Regions from separate parts of the Mus musculus genome. Here region 1 is linked to region 2. The links are chromatin contacts, called in public HiChIP or PLAC-seq maps. All regions are on one chromosome and are shown on one strand. The core of a region is the stretch at or near the end of the contact, and the rest is flanking DNA. Distances in the headings are between cores, read along the strand shown. Region 1 has its middle 16 kb from the start of Pik3ap1. Region 2 overlaps Tll2 (tolloid-like 2).

What was found. HiChIP or PLAC-seq counts read pairs in DNA pulled down with a chosen protein or histone mark.
Region 1: an H3K27ac HiChIP or PLAC-seq map of microglia shows a contact between it and region 2, with 6 times the contacts expected there. The contact joins two enhancer-like sites. A contact is called at or near these places in 2 of 39 promoter capture datasets (embryonic stem cells and hippocampal neurons) and 1 of 115 datasets of contacts at active chromatin or transcription factors (microglia).

The regions. Positions count from the first base shown.
Region 1 is chr19:41,397,929-41,404,292 of GRCm38.p6, forward strand. No RefSeq gene overlaps it. Among named protein-coding and RNA genes, the nearest start is that of Pik3ap1, 16 kb to the left of the region's middle. Within about 2 kb of position 4,848, at least 70 of the 459 cell types and tissues checked have an H3K27ac peak or open chromatin away from gene starts, as enhancers often do. A contact at or near this core is called in microglia, where this site is marked.
Region 2 is chr19:41,086,225-41,092,595 of GRCm38.p6, forward strand. Tll2 (tolloid-like 2) reads right to left here. Exons shown (of 21, transcript NM_011904.4): 18 at 5,193-5,320; 19 at 2,449-2,662; 20 at 1-246. Among named protein-coding and RNA genes, the nearest start is that of Opalin, 12 kb to the left of the region's middle. Within about 2 kb of position 2,202, at least 12 of the 459 cell types and tissues checked have an H3K27ac peak or open chromatin away from gene starts, as enhancers often do. A contact at or near this core is called in microglia, where this site is marked.

The sequences.
Region 1 (6,364 bases), core at 3,598-6,097, 310 kb after region 2:
TAAGCAGGGAAGGGCCCTTGCTTCACTACTTCTAGAACTTACCTGGGTCCCATCTGCCTGCTGCTGCCATAGCCCCTCTCCTTGTGGCCTCTCATAGGCCCTGAGCGACAGCTGGGTTAAACCACAGCTTTGCCCAGTGCTGTCTCCTTCCTGGCGCTTACAGCAGATCACTCACTCCTCCATCCCTGCTCTCTCACCCACTTCTTCTCTGACTCACTCTGCATCTTCTTCCTTCCCCACACTCTGCTGTTTCTTTTCCAGCCTGTGGTCGTTCTTATTGACTGACTTTTTAAATATAAAATTAATGTATCCTGGGGCTGGAGAGATGGCTCAAAAGTTGAGAGCACTGACTGATCTTGCAGAGGTCCTGAGTTCAATTCCCAGGATAAATGGCTCACAACCATCTTTAATGAGGTCTGGTGCTTCTTCTGGCCTGAAGGCATATATGCAGGCAGAACACTGTGTACATAATAGATAGATAGATAGATAGATAGATAGATAGATAGATAGATAGATAGATAGATAGATCTTTAATGTGTACTTATTGCAAGAGTCAGTAGGGCTAGCCTTGTCTAAGGGGTTAAGCATCTGGGGAGTTGAGCTCCCTGGATCCTGACTCTGTTGGCTGGAACTGGTAAAGACACAGGAAAGGGACTTGAAAATCCTATTTTTTACCCCCAGTTCCCCAGAAAAACATTTCCTTGAGAGGCACCAAGGAACTTCATGAAGCCAATGCTGGTGCCAATCTTTTTAGATCCACTGAGCAGTACAGTCTCCTTCTTGTGTTAGACTTGTGTTACAGTATTTGAGTAGATTAAAACTTCAGTAGTTTAAGTGTGTGTGTGTGTGTGTGTGTGTGTGAGAGAGAGAGAGAGAGAGAGAGAGAGAGAGAGAGAGAGAGAGAGAGAAAGGGAAAGGGGACAGGAAGGGGAGGGGGAGGGGAGGGGGAGGAAGGGGAGGGGGAGGAAGAGAGGGAGAGGGGGAGGGGAAGAGGGAGGGGGAGAGAAAGAATACTCCTTACAGAAAAATTAAAGTATAGCAAAGTTAAGTACAACAGCAAAACCCTGCAGTGCTCTTAGGCATCAGTAACCCCACAGCAACACCGTGCTTGGCCCCTGCAGGGACACAAGGCTTCAGCCTCTGGTCTTCAAGTCCAGAAGGTACAAACATCTGGAAATAAACCAGGTTGTTTTTGTTCTTGTTCTAAGTCTTTAATACATTTTTTAAAAGGTTCATTTTTATTATTTTTAATTATGTGTAGGTGGCTGTGTCTGTGTCTGAGGGGGGGGAGGGGTGCACATGAACACAGGAGCCCAAGGTGGCCAGGGGCATCGGGTCAGCAGGAGCTAGGGTTACAGATGGTTTTGAACCCAGAAGTCAGAAGAGTGGGCCTGAATACCTGAGAGAAGCATGTATCTCAAACCCCTGCCCCCCTACAACTCAGGTGATGTGTTGGAAGAAGGAGCAAAAAGAAGCTAAGAACTGCAAGATGGGAGGAGCTCTGTGAAATGACTTCAGGACATGACACAAAATTTGAACCTATGAAATCACAGAAGCTGTGACTACCTGCACAAGACCTGTACAAATTCAAGATTGCCATCATTCTATCATGGATGATGGAGAGACAATGGGGTCCCAGCCCTGGCTGAGGAACTATTGCAGTTAATGCCTGGTGAGGGGTGGGAAGTCACACCCCTGGTGGTGGTTTGAATATTGTTGGCCCCAGAAGTGGCACTATTAGTTGGTGTGGCCTTGTGGGAGAAAATGTGTCACTGTGGAAGTGGGCTTTGAGACCCTCCTAGCTGTCTGGAAGGTAGTCTTCTCCTAGAGGCCTTAAGATGAAGACGTGGAACTCTCAGCTCTGCCTGCACCATGCCTGCCTGGATGCTGCCATGCCCCCACCTTGATGATAATGGACTGGACCTTTGAACCTGTAAGCCTGCCCCGATTAAATGTTTTCCATTGCCAGGCAGTGGTAGCGCACACCTTAAATCCTAGCACTTGGGAGGCAGAGGAAGGCAGACTTCTAAGTTCGAGGCCAGCCTGGTCTACAGATGAGTCCCAGGACATCCAGGGCTATACAGAAAAACCCTGTCTCAAAAAAAAAAAAAATGTTATCCATCGAGTTATCCAAGAGTTGCCTTGGTCATGGTGTCTGTTCACAGCAGTAAAACCCTAACCAAGACACACACACACACACACACACACACACACTATGATATAGACACTGGCAAATTGTTCTTTCTTAAGAAAATAACCTCCCACCATGCTCATGCAAGGAATCCACCCTTCTAAAGACAGTAGGCCACCAACAAAGAGATGAAAACAGAAGCATTTGTTGGAAGAAAAGCAGTTTGGTGGGAGAGGAAAGGGAGATAAGAGAGGATAACGGGCAGGGAATACCAAAGCACAGCGCTGATTTATGTGCGTGGATGTATACAATTGTGAAATATGGGGCGATGAGAACACTCAGTGGTGAAGCACTTACCTCATAAGCCCGTTGACCTGAGTTCTATCCCTGGAACCTGTGTAAAGGTGGAAGGGGAGAGAACCGACCCTGCGGAGTTGCCTTCTGACCTCCATATGTGCTTTGTGGCAGGAGCATGCCTACACCCATCGTACACGTGTGGAATGATAATAAAGAATGTTTAAAAAAAGAAAGTATGAAATAAAAGTAGGTTTTTCTTTAGCCATTATGATAGCAACAAGATTGTTCTGAATCTACTGTATGGTGACTATTGTGGAGTGCCCACCAGAGAAGACCGATCCAACATGGGTTTAAGCCAACGGAAAGTCTTTATTAGCCAACCAGTGACTTCACTGGGTGTTCAGATTCCCAATGTATCCCTGAGCCTTTCTCAGGGTGAGCTTTTAAACACAAAAACCATGTCCTGGGTTGGCATACTTCAGTTAGCAAGAACAGTTAGCCAGAAATGGAACTACAGAAGCCAATAAACAGCGCTAGTACATTTAGTCTTTCCCAGAACTTTGGACTTTGATGGATTAGGTCTTTGTTTTTGTTTTGAATGGGGTTCTATCTCTGTGCTGAGTTCTACAGCCTGAATGGTACTTTTCATCACAGAGTCAGTTATGATAAGGGTCTGGGGGGCCTACTAAGATCTGGGGGCCTAACTATCACTAAGCACTTAGGTTTTTTTTTTTATTATATTTGAGTGTGTGTGTGTGTGTGTGCGTGTGTGCATATGGGCCACAGTACCAGAGTGGAGGTTAAATTTACTTGAGGTATATATCTCAATATTTTCCACAGGTTTGTATGGCATATAATTCCCACCATCCTCAAGACACAGAACATATTCATTCATCCTCATGTGCCTTCTTAAAGGTTTGCTTTTATTACTTTTATTTACGTGTGTGTGTGTGTGTGTGTGTGTGTGTGTGTGTGTGTGTGTGTGTGTGAGCATATGTCACATGAGTGTAGGTACCCAAGAGGCCAGACAAGCCACCCAACCTGAGTGCTAGGAACCAAATTCATATCCTTCAGAAGAATAGCAAGTGCTCTTACGTACTGGGCCATCTCTCCAGCCCCTTCACATGTCCTTCTTAAAGCCCATTCCTCTCTATCTGTGTCCAAAGGTAGCTATGAACCTCTTTGCCATTGAGATGAAATTGATTTTCTAGTTTTGTGTTAAGGGAACCACGTAGTGCATGCTGTTGTGTCTGCCCTCCACTCATCCATGGTGTGTGTGTGTGTGTGTGTGTGTGTGTGTGTGTGTGTGTGTGTGTGTGTCATTGGTTTGTGCCTTCTATTGTGCATTAGAATTGTTAGAGTATACCACAATTTTTTCAAGTGGGGGTACACATGTACAAATATCTGTGAGTTCAAAGCCAGCCTGGTCTACAAAGCAAGTGCCAGGACAGCCAGGACTGTTACACTGAGAAACTCTGTCTCAAAAACAAACAGAGAGTATACTATAATTTTTAATCTGATAAACATTTGGCTCATTTGCACTTGAATAAAACTACTATAACCATTCAAGTATGATTCATTGCTTAAACATGAGTCTTAACTTATCCAGGCTAAATGTGTGTATTTAGATAGCAAATAAAAAATGTTTCCCTCCCCCTCCCCCTCCCTCTCTCATTTGTTTGCTTTGGTTTTGAGGCAGGGTTTCTCTGTGTAGCCCTGGCTGTCCTGAAACTCTCTTTGTACACCAGCCTGGCCTACAGACTCACAGAGATCCACCTGCCTCTGCCTTCCGAGTGCTGGGACTAAAGGCATGCCACAACCCTGCCAGATCTGGTTTTTTTAGAGACTACTGGATGCCTAAAGCTGATGAAGCAGGAAGTGAGGGAGGGATCAAGGAAGTTAGTATCAAAGTTACCCTGCAGAGTGTCTCTGGATATGCAGTGCTTCTACGTGTTTTAGACCATGGAATATCATCTCCAGATTCTCACTCCAGACTGTCTCCAGAAAATGCCGAATAAGGAAAAACCCTAAGCCAGTGGTTCTCAACCTTCCTAATGCTGTGACCCTTTAATAGAGTTCTTCATGTTGTAGTGACCCCAGCCATACATTTTTTTCATTGTTGCTTCATAACTGTAATTTTGCTACTGTTACAAATTGTAATGTAAATATCTGTGTTTTCCAATGGTCTTAGGTGACCCTTATGAAAGGCCAGGTTGACCCCCAAAGGGGTCGCTACCCACAGGTTGAGAACCACCACGCTAAAATATCCCCGGAAGAGGAAGTGGACGAGAAGTGATCAGCTGAGAGAATCCTTACTTTGTCTTCGATGTTTGCCAGAAAAGGGGACCTTAAGGCTTAATCCCTTCCTCCCTGAAGCCTTTACCACACATCCCAGATGAAGAGGAAGTTCTGTCAAAAGGGGAAGGACTACTAGCGGTGATAACCCACACGAAACCAGATTAAAAGTAACAACAGGACATTGTAGCCAGTTGACTGCACTGGAACTTCCAGATGGCAGGCACAGCCCAGGGCAGCTGTGGGGTCTGCTGGGCTAAATCATTCCAATCCACTCTCTGGTGGACCCAGCATGTGCTGCCTGACCGCTTTAGAATGACTCGTGGCCCAGCAGCAGGACTCTCCAGAGTCCTCAGGACACATGAGAAAGAGCATCTCTCTGTTAAAAAAAAAAAAAAAAGGAAAGGAAAGGAAAGGAAAGGAAAGGAAAGGAAAGGAAAGGAAAGGAAAGGAAAGGAAAGGAAAGGAAAGGAAAGGAAAAAGCCAAGCATATGGTCGAGGAGTAGAAAACATCCCTCTCAAAGCTCAAAGGGTCTCTTGAGTGTGCGATCTCGTTAGATCAAAGGGGAATGGACCAGAAGGAACAAAAGAGAAGACTTTACTGAAAGGTCTCTTTGAGAAATGCAACCACCGGGCGCAGAGGCAGGCGGATTTCTGAGTTCGAGGCCAGCGTGGTCTACAGAGTGAGTTCCAGGATAGCCAAGGCTATACAGAGAAACCCTGTCTTGAAAAAACAAACAAACAAAACAAAACAAAAACGAGAAATGCAACCAAAATAAAGGGAATGTAATTAACCCGACCTTCCTTTGCTGAAGGGATGAGCAACAAGAGAGCGCAGCCAAACAGCAGGAGCTGATGCAGTCACTAAAGACAATGCCAGAGACCATCATCCATTCAGCTGAGATAGTATGTGACAATCATTCATTCAACACACAGAACAGAAACAATGGACTGGACAGTGGGCTCAACCGCATCCCACTCCTCCATCCCTGAGAATAAGAAGGATAGTTTCCTACCTCACAGAGATGTGACAATATTTCATTGATTCTACATCCTCTTTTGCAGAAAAAAAATATTGATGTATATACTTTAAATAAATTGATTTCATGTATGTAAATGTCTCCAAAAGTTGATTTAAAATAGAATATGTTGGCAGGCGGTGGTGGCACATGCCTTTAATTCCAGCACTCAGGAGGCAGAAACTGGAGGATCTCTAAGTTTGAGGACAACCTTGTCTATAGTGCAACTTCCAGGACAGCCAGGTCTATATAGAGAAACCCTGTCTCAAAGAAAACAAAATGAAAATAGAATATTAAAAACAAACGAACAAACAAAAAAGAAAGAATATCAAAGAAAAAGTACATAAAGAAAAATACATGAAGCCAGGGTTGTAAAATGTTGCCACTTTTTATAAATGTTTTCAGTCATTTCAACTTACTCCCATTTATATTAAAACTATGTGACAAGATAGAGAGACAGCTCAGTGGTTAAAGGCACTGGCTGGCTGCTCCTCCAGTGGACCTGGATTCTATTCCTAACATACACCTAACAGTTCACAATCTTCTGTAACTTAATACCCAGGAGATCTGATGCTCTGTTCTGGTCTCTGTGGACATCAAGCACAAATGTGGTTCACAGATA
Region 2 (6,371 bases), core at 952-3,451:
AGCCACAGAAGCGGCCGAGCCTGGGTGCCGAGCTGTCGTACCCATCATAAGCCTCCATGAAGTCGTAGCCACAGTCAGCTTCCTCCTCAACTTCAAAGGTCCGGAATATCAGCTCCACGCCATAACCGTCTTCTGCCACTATCACCCAGTCACAGCGGGCCTGGCTCGGGTAGTTGTTGTCCCCAAACTGGGCATGGGAATAGAGCTCTTTGGTCTGTACTTCAGCCTTCAGCCTGCCCCCACACTCTGCAGCAGACAGAGAACAAAGGCTCACCCTCTGCCCTGGCACCCAGAGTCTGGACATCAGCCCACTATGTCCCATCAGTATCCCTACAGTCTGTTGTGTGCCTTGCAGGAGGGGATAGGCAACCTCACCATCTTACTGTATGAGGAGCAAGTGGACGCCAGTGGAGAACAGGGCAGGGTTCCCTGGAATATCCAAACTGGCCCTTACATCCCCAAGAATGCTGCTGAGGAAGACTAGCTGCTGCCCTCTCTCCCCCCTCCAATCAAGAAAAGGAGCCAAGGAGTCGGTTGCCTGACTGTGTGCAGGGATATGGCTGTTCTGACTACTCCAAGCCTTGGAAGAACTGGAAATAGAAGGGCTTGCACTAGCTCCAGGGTATACTGTAATTTGTGACTTCTGCCAGCAGAGGGCGATAAAAGCATATCAGAACTGCAACTGAGCCCAGCAACAGGGAAACCTCTATCTCTACTGAAAGGGATTACACTGTGAGGTTGGGAGTGGGGTGAGGCAGGGAAGTAGGATGGGGTGAGGGGAGGAGTCTGGGGGGTTGGACCCAGTGCTATTCTTGGTGTGGATTGTGGGCAATTTTGGTTCTTAACATCCCATCTAGAGTTGGTCACCAGGGTGGGTCTGGCCCTGTCCAACTCGAGTCCTTATTTTTGTCTTTACTTCATGTCTGACTTGACTCATGAGACATACAATAAGCACAAGAGGCAAGATGACTCCTTCCCTACCTGCTGTACCACCACCAGCACCCCTCCAACCTCCCACCCCTCCACTCCAGCACCCCTCCACCCTTCCACCCTTCCACCCTTCCACCCCAGAACCCAGTGACCTGTCACGTTGTAACTGAATTCAACCATTGGCAACACTCAGATCAGAGGGAAGTTAGGCAATTTGCACCCAATACCCCCAGCCCTTTCTTCCATTTGTCCTCTGGGTTAGGGTGACTATAGCCTTGTGGTTCTCAAACCGTGTCCTGTCCCTTTGGGGTGTCCCCACACTCTGCATGCCTTGCTGTAAACAGTCCCTTTATTAAATTCTGCAGCTATGTCCCAAGATTGCCCCAACTCCCCAGAGCACCTGCGTTTGTCTTTCTTTGCTCTGTGTGCATGCATGCATGTGTAGCGTGTGCTTGCAGTGTCTGTGGAGGCTAGAAGAGGGTATTGGCTTCCCTGAAACTGGAGTTATAGACAATTGTAAGCTGCCAGGCAGGTGCTGGGAATCGAACCCAGGTCCTCTGCAAGAGCAGCCAGCGCTCTTAAGCACTGCGCCATCTTTCTGACCCAGAGTGCCCATGTACTGCTCTGTCTGAAGGGACAAGAAGGTGAAGTCCGTCCTCAGTGGCCTTAAACTCCTGTGGAGGAAACATAGACCCTTAAGAGGCTAGCGAGGGTCTCATGAAGTGTGGGGTGTCTGGCCCGGCAGGGAAATATAGACTGATTAGACATGGGGACTGCCATTTTGTAAGCTCTGAGCCCTGTTTTCTGGCTCTGATTTAAGGGAGTGGGATGGAGTTAGGGGTAGGGGGGTAATTAAAGAGAGCCGCGGTGAGAAAGGGGGCTGTTAAAAAAGAATGGCAGTGTCCCACAATCACGACTTCCTGCTCAGCACCACAGACAAAAGCCTCAGGCTCTTGGGCAGCCTCTGGCTGTGCCACAATCAAATGCCAGGATCACAGGGGCTACATTCTCCACAGGGCTAAGGCTGAAGTGCCAGAGCAGAGTCTTCTACCCCATTGGCCTTCTTATATTGAACAGTGTAGACAAGTTAGAAGCACACACATTTTCTTCCAAAGGACCTGGCAGAGCTACTTTTGGCGTGCCAGGGGGGAAAAATGACAAGAAAAAGCAACCTTTTCCAGAAGTGGCCCTTCGAGAATAAAATGGCTGCTCACTTTAGTTTTCAGACCTTTGCACTTCACAGGCCAGCAAAATGACACAGTTTAAAAGGGAGAAGCGGGGAGGGGGGGGGTAAGAGGAAGTTGGGGTGGGGGAGGGGAGGGGAGCCGACGATGGCCACTCAACACCAACAAAGCATTGCCCACATCCAGTTTTGTCAAGTAAAAATATCAAAGGAGAGCAGCCCTTCAGCCTGCGGCGGCTGAAGAACGCTCCTTTTAACCGGGATGTTTGAGCGTGCGGCTCCCTTGCCCTTCCTGAGCCTGCGAGGTGCTCAGCCTGAAGCCACCAGCCCCGCACCTGTGCTGTGCACAGCCTGGAAGCCTTTCCGCTGCACTGAGGCGTCCGAGTAAAACCTGAGGAATAGGCTGCTGCCTGTCGCCACCACGGGATCCGGCTTCTTGCTGCCGCAGAAGCGGCCAAGGATGGGGGCCAAGCTGTCTGTCCCATCGTACAGTTCCAGGTGGTCATAGGCACATTCCTGGTGCTGCTCAATCTCGAACTCACTGAATGTCTGGGGAGGGGAGAGCAGGAAGTGAGGCAAGGATCTGGCACTGAGAAGGGAGGGGAGAGGGAGGGGAAGGACATTCAGAGCCTGGAGGGGTCTGTCTACCAGCTTCCTAGGGGCGTCCACCATTGCCGTGATGGTCCGACATCCAGTCCCAGAGCCAGCTGCCTGGATTTACTTTTTCCTACCCTTCCTCTAATGCTAGGAGCCAGCTAGTACTGAGCACTCACCCAAGGTGGCAGCTGTGCTACAGGCATTACAAATGTCCCCTCATCCAGTCCTTGCAACCCTGTCCCGGGCACAACCCCTGAAGAAGACATCAGCTGGCATGGCCAGCGTCCTCCCTGGCAGAGAAGGTATGTAACCCAGGACCTGTGGCTTCAGAGATGTTGCTGTTAGCCTGTGCCCACTGCGGTACACTTGAAATCCCAGGGGCTTTGAGCAGGGCTGTTCTGCTATCAAAGTGGCTGGCATGCGTTGGGAGTTTTTTTCCCATCCCAGTAAACGGTGAAAGTTTTCTCACTTAAGTTCTAATGAGGTTATGAAAATCCATTAGTATCCCCAGTGAGCAGAAGGAGAAACCGAGTCACAAAGACGCTAATTGGCTTGCGTAAGTCTGTTCAGCTGGAGTAAGAATTGAACATGACCCAGAGCTGACTTTCTCCAGGTCACACTGCTAACCATAACCAGATTCCGTTGCCTCCTTTCTTCCCGTCCTTCCATCAGAGACTGTCCCCGGTTGTCGGCCCGGGGAACTGAACAGTTACCAGCCATATACAGCTTGTTGGGTGCTGGGTAGATGCCTGACTGGCTGACAGCTTGCCTGTGATGTCCTGGTGAGCAGGGGGGTGTTAGGTGAAGGGTGGATGGGGATGGGATGGGAAGGGGGACGCTGGTTGTGTGCAGGGCATCATTCTATAGGAACAAAGGGCAGGCAGAGTTCCGTCTGCATGCTCACCAACGATTTTCAAGGGAAGTATCTTTTTTTTTTTAAATAATTCTTGTATGCAAGCATCTCAGATGGAGGCTTCCCACCTGGCAGTTTTGAGGTTCCACCCCCAAGGAAGACTGTTCATGTCTGTCAGGAAAGGGCATTGCCAAGCAACAGAGCATCTTTCCAGCAGATGGCAGTCTAGAGCAAAGCTGGCCTTGCAAAAGCACTCTAAATACCCTCGTCCAGATTCTACACTGTTCTAAGGGACCCAGGGCAGAAGAAAGCCGTTTCTACCTTGGCAGCACGCATCACAGGAGGAGCCCAAGGGGCATGCCCCATGGCTTGGGGTCCATTCTGGACCATGATGCCTTGGGAGCCCGTCAATTTATCCTCACACAGCAGGAAACACCCTGACAGTATCATCTACGTTATCTCTTATCACTGTTTTCCTCTGTTCCCTTCCCTCCTCCCTGTGTTTTCAGTCTGTCATTCATAAGGTCCATCTTGCTCATCTCAACAGTCTGAGATGTGTGTCTGATGTGTCTCTGTGTGTGTCTTTCTGTGTATGTGTCTATGAGTGTGCATCTGTGTGTGTGTGTGTATGCATGTGTCTGTGAGCAGGCATGTGTGTCTGTGTGTCTGTGTGTGTCTGCAATTGTTCCTGTGAATGTGAGTGTGCATGTTTGTCTCTGTGTGTGAGTGTTCCTGTGTATGTTTGTGTGTATATATGTCTGTGGGTATGCTTCTGTGTGTGTGTGTGTCTGTGTGTTGGTGTGTATGTTTGTGAGCGTTCCTATGTATGTGTGTGTGTATATGTTTCTGGGAGTGCACGTGTGCATCTGTGTGTCTATGAGTATTCCTGTGTATGTGAGTATGCCCCTGCATATGTGTGTGTGTGTGTGTGTGTGTGTGTGTGTATGAGGTGTTTTGTTTTGTTGTTTTTTGTAAATAATGACATGTGCTGTGTGAGACCACACATCAGATATGTGGGTGAGATTTTACATGATTTGCAAGGCAATTGTTTGTTTGTTTGTTTGTTTGTTTGTTTTTAACTGAAGGAGGAATTAGTGTGCTGGTCCTATTGTTAACTGATAAAAATGTAAATTGCAGAGGAGCATGAGTAATTGTATTTATTCTACGCGACTGATTTGAGTAAGAATTTAAAAAGCTATGTGCTTTCCCTTGTGAGGGAAACTTCTGAAAAGATTCACAAATGTCTAGAGTGGGAACCGGGACCTGAGGACTCGTGACCTCTCAACGTTCTGTGTAAATTAAGTCTTGTTTTTTTCTTCTTCTTCAAGAGTAAAATGTTCCGTAAGAGAATAGCCCTGGATGCAACTGAATCACACACACAGCACTGTAGCCCTGCATGGCAGCCGCCACCTCCCACAGTGCTGCTGTGAGCAGGGCTGGTACAGAGCTTTGAGCATGCTCCCTTCTTCTGCTCAGAGCACCCACCTCAAGATTCACAGCATCTCCCCATTTCCCAGCAGGAAAACTGAGACCTGCACATGCTCCATGCTGATCATGGAGCAGGGACTTGAACCCATATCCGCTTAATGCCAAGGCTTGTGCTCTTAACAAACTAATGAGAGGACTCACAATTTTCACCCTGTGGCCTGCGGTTGATGAAATGTTCCAGGTACATTCCTTCCGGCTGGGGTATTTGTCTGGCCAGTTAGGACTCATCAGGGTCCCCTCTGCACTGCTGATCTTGTAGGCGCAGCCAGCTGGAGGTCAGAAGAGGGGGTACACAGAGGGGTCATTCAGCTGGAGGTGACATCACAGGTGAGTCTCAGGTTAATAGCCAATGTATGGGGAGCCAGCCTGTATCTGGTGTGACCCGGTGTTGACTTTGCTTGAACAGGCTCAGGAGGAGAGACATTTCGGTTACTATGACTGTTTACATGGAGGTTGGCACTGGGGATGTGGCCAACTTAGTGAGAGCACTGGTTCTACAACGTATGGTGTGAAGAGGGTTCCAGGTTCATACGTGTAGGCCAGTGCCACCTGTAAAAGGCCCAGAGAGTACCAGCCATGGTGAATGTTAACAGAGATCCCTGTGAGGTCTCTATGCCTTCCCTCCTTCAGTCCCATCCAGGTCACCCATTATTCTCCTGCTTGGTGACAGTATTTTGACTTGGTCTTTCTCTGTGGTAAGTGGTTTGCAGGCACCCTCTTGCTGAATTTTCCCCCATCTCCAAATAAGGAAACAGAAGGAGGCATGTGGTCTTCACTTCCTCTCCAGCCTCTCTCTTCCCTACTGGACCCAGGGCAGGGCAAGGCCTGGAGCTATGTTTATCACAGACAACACAAACTCCCTTCCCTGGGCAAGGGAAAAGCGATGGCTTCCTCTACAATGTCGGCATAGTAGGACCCTCAGCAGACACTCAGGAAGGGAACAAGAAACTTCCTCCTACCTCATGCTCAGTTCCACTGTTATGACAGACATGGGCCTGATATTTATTGACACTTAGAATATACATCTGGACCAGCCTGTCCGAGACACTTCCTAGGCAGGCTTGAATCCTTGTAGAACCCTTAGAAAAGAGGCATGTTTACCTTGCTTGTCACAGAAGAGGAAACCGTAGCTCAGTGTGTTTAAGTAACTAGCCGAAGGTTGCACAGCGAGGGAATGGCAGAGCCATGGTTTAGATCAATATGTATTAATTCTGAAGCCCACTGGATTAACGAGTCTGCAGTGGACACTCGTGTTGGCCTCCTGAAGAGAACGGGTATCCCCCAGGAGGGCCACCAGAGTGGCCTGAAGATTCAGATAGA